Linked DNA regions of Rattus norvegicus: region 2 is linked to region 1. The links are chromatin contacts, called in public Hi-C maps. All regions are on one chromosome and are shown on one strand. Each heading gives the region's core, a stretch centred on a gene start, on an enhancer-like site or on the middle of the called end of the contact. The rest is flanking DNA. Distances are from core to core; before and after follow the strand shown.

Evidence for each region. Hi-C and Micro-C count contacts between places; a contact is called where the count stands out from the background.
Region 2: a contact with region 1 is called in a Hi-C map of Schwann cells, with 2.5 times the contacts expected there. The contact joins the enhancer-like site here to the promoter of Atl1 in region 1. A contact is called at or near these places in 4 of 12 Hi-C or Micro-C datasets (Schwann cells, kidney, liver and 1 more).

Annotation. Positions count from the first base shown.
Region 1 is chr6:94,111,857-94,114,611 of GRCr8, reverse strand. Atl1 (atlastin GTPase 1) reads right to left here and starts at 1,388. Exons shown (of 15, transcript NM_001009831.2): 1 at 1,325-1,388. It overlaps Map4k5 (mitogen-activated protein kinase kinase kinase kinase 5), which reads left to right and starts at 1,669. Exons shown (of 32, transcript NM_001192016.2): 1 at 1,669-2,020. The coding sequence starts at 1,913.
Region 2 is chr6:94,310,609-94,313,363 of GRCr8, reverse strand. Nin (ninein) reads left to right here. Exons shown (of 30, transcript NM_001106737.1): 7 at 61-251. Among named protein-coding and RNA genes, the nearest start is that of Nin, 52 kb to the left of the region's middle. Within about 2 kb of position 1,428, at least 29 of the 93 cell types and tissues checked have an H3K27ac peak or open chromatin away from gene starts, as enhancers often do. A contact at or near this core is called in Schwann cells, where this site is marked.

The DNA of each region.
Region 1 (2,755 bases), core at 139-2,638:
GACTTGACTATCCTGGGGCCATTGTGGTGAAAGCCTTCAACCCATGAATGTTCCACAATGGCCCTAGTCGCAGAGTGGATAAGGTGGTTTTGACTACATGATCAACATAAATCCATGACAGTAAACAAGTACTAAGATACCAATAGAACAGTTGAAGAGATTTTGAGTCATCGAAGCCAAAAATATGTGCCCACCAAAACAAGTGCCAAGAAGCTTTGAAAGAAGGAACTGTTCTTCAACCTTTTTTTTTCAATGCAGCACACACACAGGCTTTGTCCCTGGAGCATGTAAGTCTGGGCTTACTTATGTTCCCTAAATAAGTGCTCTTTGTGTGTGGAACACAAGAAAATGCATATATTCTCTATTCTGTTAAGGTGTTACTTGGATTCTTTAGTTATTAGCTATAAGAAGTATATTTCTCAAAACAGAATTAGATTGTGTCTGGAGTCACGTGTCACCTGAAATTTGTTCTGTTGTAATTTTATCTATTTTTTCAATTTCTCCTAAATTTTTATTTAACTTTGTGTTTTGGCTGCATGTATGTCTGTACACCATATGCATACCTGGTGCCTACACAGGCTAGAAGAGAGTGCTAGACCTCCTCCAGCCCACTCTGGACCCCTGCTTAGAGTTAACAGAAGTGAGCTGCCATGCAGGTGTTGGCAATCAACCCAGGTCCTCTGAGGAACAGCCAGTGTTGTTAACCACTGAGCCATCTTTCCAGTCCTTATCTAGTTTTTCTACTGAAAATCTCTGCAGGACTCTAGAAATAACTTTACCTATATACATAAAATTGGTGACTTCATTTCTACGTTAAGAACAAGATTGGGACTCAAATCACAAAACAGACCAAAACATTAACCAAATCACTTCTCACAACTCCTGCCCAATATTCTGGGCATGGTTAGGCATCTTACAGTTTATAATCCTCTTTACAATGCTATAAAATGGTTTACAAACATCTCGGGTGTCAAATGCAAAACCTACCCTCTTCCAGGGACTGATAAGGACACTCAGATGTTGCCAAGGACGCTTTGTCCCAGATCACCTACTTTGGAACCAGACTCAGGCAAAGGTCCCTAGCTTGGCTTTAGCATCTCCAGAACTCCTAGTCCCATTAAAGATGCAATATTGTGGCGATGCCCAGAAACCACAGGAACTTCGTAGGAATTGGGGTTTTCAAAAATGTCTCGGGAAACCCCGGTCCAGCCTCAGAACTGGTACCACCGGGAACAGTGTGTGGAACAGGACGGTGCAGTCGGGTGTGCCGGCGTTTAGTTAACCCGGCACTCCCCCACCTCCTGCCCGGACGGACTCAGTTTACCTTGACTGAATGGAAGTAGGAGGCACCGCTTCCGAGGCCTGCGCACAGGCCCTCCTCCTCTAGTCCTGCCGGCAACTGGACGAATCCTGGCCGTGCCTGGGCGGGTCAGACGCCGCACGAATGCCTTGGGCGCCCCGCAAGCAGCTAGGAGGCGGGGCCGGCGGCGGCGAGGGTGTCGTGCACTCGGCGGGCCTCAGGGCGGCACTCTGGGCCCGCGGCCTGCGCTCTCGGGCGGGCCGGGCTCGATCCGCGCCGGCCGCGAACGTGTCTCCCGGTGACGCAGCCGCGGGTGGGGAACGTGGTGCGGCGGCAGCAGCGACTGTGCGCACGGCCGTCTCGGAGAAGACGCGGGTCTCCGACCCGGCGCTCAACAAGGAAGGAACAGCCTCTTCGGTACGGCCCGCGCGGGGCCTGGCGGGGCCAAGGAGGCCCGGAGGCTGCCGGGGTCGCGCCCCGTGACGCCCCCGCGCTCGCTCTCGCCGGTGCAGGCGCAGCTGCGGGCTGAGGCTCCATGTTGGGAAGCGCCGCGCACCCTCGTTAGCGGGATACGGGTGCCACAGGCAGAGCCCCGGGCTGGGCGCAGCGAAGATGGAGGCCCCTCTGAGGCCTGCCGCCGACATCCTGAGACGGAACCCGCAGCACGACTACGAACTGGTGCAGAGGGTCGGCAGCGGCACCTACGGGGACGTGTACAAGGTGAGGCCCGGCCTGCAAGCTTGGGGCGTCCCCGGGATGCGCCGGACCACAGAGTCCGGCCAGGAAGTGGCCCGGACCCCGCGGCTGCGTTCCGAGCACCCTGGGTTCCCCATCGATTCTAACGCTACCGACCGGCAGACTTAACCGCACCTTCCAAACCACCGCTGAGCTTTTTTGTGGTTTTAAGGCGTACTTATGGTATTGAAGTTACTCTGAAGGATGTTCTGGTGTTAACGTGGAGAAAAAAAAAAATGCTCCGCGGAAGGCTGTAGATAGGAAAGAATATTGTAAATCTAGGCATTTGCACTCTAAATTATTGTTATGGGTGAACTTGACTTTAAAAATCTCTGTGGAACCGAGCTCTAAATTGTAACTCTAAGTAATCTGGTTCTGGAGTAAAAGGATTTGTGTGTAAACATGACGGCCTGTAGGAAGATGTCTTTGAGGACCCGGTGAGCTGGCTCTGGATATAAAGGCCCTTAGAGCCAAGCCTTAGGTCCCTAGAACGGTCCCCGGATTCTCCCGGTGGTGGAAGCAAGTTGTCGCCTGACCTCCACCCCCCTCCCCCCAAAAAAAAAAACCCCAGTAAATAAACAAAGTGTAATTAAGTTTAAACAAATTCAAAGAAAGATGTTTTTCACCTGGCAGAAGTTTAAGCATTTGTATCTGGTTGATAATAATGAGTATAGGGGTTGGGAATTTAGCTCAGTGGTAGAGCGCTTGCCTAGCAAACGC
Region 2 (2,755 bases), core at 179-2,678, 200 kb before region 1:
CAGCAGGCACTGTCTCTGTGCGTTCCTTTGGGAATAACACAGTTTTTGCTTTGATTTTAGGCCAGCTGAGGTTTTGGAATCCAGACGACCTGAATGCTTCACATGGTGGGTCTTGCCCTCCTCCAGACTGGATAGAAGAGAAGCTGCAAGAGGTTTGTGAGGATCTGGGGATCACTCGAGATGGTCACCTGAACCGGAAGAAGCTGGTTTCCATCTGCGAACAGTATGGATTGCAGAATGTGGATGGAGCGGTAAGCCCATTGCTGTGTTTGAGAATAATGAGAAGAGCTTTGTCTGCCCCCAGGCAGGGAAGAGCCGTACTGTGACCTCCTTATTAGAGGCCCGGCCTTCTTTATTTCCCTAAAAAAATATTCTACAGGATTTTTGTCTTTGGGAAAGTCATGTTGTGAGGCAGAAATCAAACGTGATGTGGCTGGAGTTCCTGAATATATAATAAGGTCACCTACTGTGCTCTCTGCTACCCTGTGTGAGACGTATCAACCAAACAGTAAACTGTGGGGGAACGCAGACAGGAATTAAGAGAGCCTCGGGCTTGAGTTAGGCGGGAACTCTGAAGGTCAGGCTGCTGCATGTTCCGTTCTGGAAAGTTCTAGTGCTCTCCCTACGCCCTTGGGTAGATGAGAGTAGTGCACAGGCTGCCTCTCTAGCTGTGGTTTGAAGTTTGCTTTCTGCTGTGAGGAGAGCCTTGGTTGTGTAGAGCAGCCAGATTCTAGCCGTGAGGGAACAGGGTCGGGGAGCTTGGTAGATTTGAAGCCCCAGAGAGTTTATGAGGTAAGATTCTGCTTTCCTCCTCTTCGTTCTGAAGAACCAAGAGAGGATCTTCAGGATTCGTTTATGAGTAGCCGTGAGGCTATACAGAAAAACCTGTAATTCTAAGACGTGTCTTTCAGAAAGCTGCAAATAAAGATTAGGGGGAGTTGGAGGTTAGGAATACAGTCACTGCTCCAGAATCCCTGATTATGATGATATGTGACACCATGCTGGCTGCCTCCTCCGGACAGAGTGGTAGCGCATTCCTAACCAAGAAAGAGACCGATCTCCAAAACCTGCCAAGTAGCCTGACTTGCAGAAAAATTTGGTTTTTAGTTTAGTTTTGCTTTTTTGTTCTCATGTGATGTGACTGTTATATAAGCCCCCTGGCAACCTTTGGAGTATCCCAGCGCCCCATTTATTTTTCAGCGGTGTCTATGGAATCATAAAATTAAATTAATTATCCTAATTTCTGAACTAGTACAGTACAAAGGGTTGTTTTTTGTGTTTTACCGAGAAACGTTGCACAAATGAGTTCCTGATCTGAGAACAATTTTTTGGAATGTAAATGGCAGCCACTGGCAGAGAGCTGGCTTCCTCTTCTGCAGGGAGCTCCTAAAACTGGAGACAAGGGGCACATTCAGTTCTTTCCCTGTGCTGCTAGAATTAGGAAGGCTTTACTCATCATGCTCCTGCTTAGTGTTTCCACCCCTCCCACCAGGAGGAGTGAGGAGATGCCCTGCCCTCCACCCCTTAGGTCTGAACCCAGAGGGGCTGAGCTGGTGATTAGCATAGGACTTGGGATCCCAGAATTTTGCACCCCAAAGCAGTTTGAACTCTGTCAGCCTTTTGCAGAGGAAGCCTGTGAGATCACTGCTGCCCCCTATTTTTGTGAGGGAGAACTAGATGAGCTCTCTTTGGCAGTCATCCACACCCCACTTTCTCTAAGTTAAGACAAGTAAGAGGGCAGGGTGAGCAGACCAACTCCCAGGAGGCCTCATCAAACCCAAGGATGATTTCGTTTGACTTGTTCGGTATTTTAAAAGCTGAACTTTGAGGTACACTCTTTGACATTGGAAATTTTCCCCAAATATTTTGTAGTAGCGAGCCACAATCGTCTCCTCCGGACACCACAGGCGACAATGTGCCGAGCTAGCTTTGTTCTCAGCCTCATTTGCCCCCTGACGACCGCTTGCTTTCTGATGTCCGAAGCCTCCATGCCTCGGTCTCCCAGGTCTCTGGGGTTCCTGGACTCTATTCTGATACACGTTTCACACCCTACACACCAGGAAGTGCCCACCGACCTGGCCAATGTGGGAAATGAAAATGCCCTTGTTCCTAAAGTGGGTCTGTGTGGTGCCTTAGTTGCTCCGGTAACCCACATTCTCTTGAGCCCAGTCCCGACCACCCAGTCCTCTCTAAATTTACATCCCTTTACCCAACACTTCTCATCCAGAGCTCTGACTTAAAATAACTGGCAGGAGTCTATTAAGTGTTTGAGTGTTCAGGCCACATAGAAACTACACTGATTTGGCAAAGGCCAGGCAAGCACTAAGGACATAATCTGTTGCTTTGTCTAGATTTTGTGGACATTTCTGATTGAATGGTCCTGAAAGCCACTTCCTCCAGTGTTGGTGAGAACGAGACAGAAAAGTTGAAGGCTTTTTGGCAACCTCAGCATCTTGTCCCAAATGCTACCCGTCACAGTATTCTGTCAGAACCTATTTCTTCCCCAGATTTCCAACCTCTAGAAATTTCCTTGCCTCAGGATCCTCTCCCAAACAAGACATATGTTTCCTACAAATTGGCAAAGAGCACATGAAATACAATTTGTTAGTCTTCTGTCTTCTTGCTTCTCAGTGGCCCAGGCATCGTGCGGGGGCTCATTAGCTCTGCGGTCTCAGGCCCTTCTTTAGCCTACTTACCGCAGCAGTGTGAGCTGTAAGGTCTCTGTTTGATTTCTGTTCTGTTCCCGGAGGCCTGT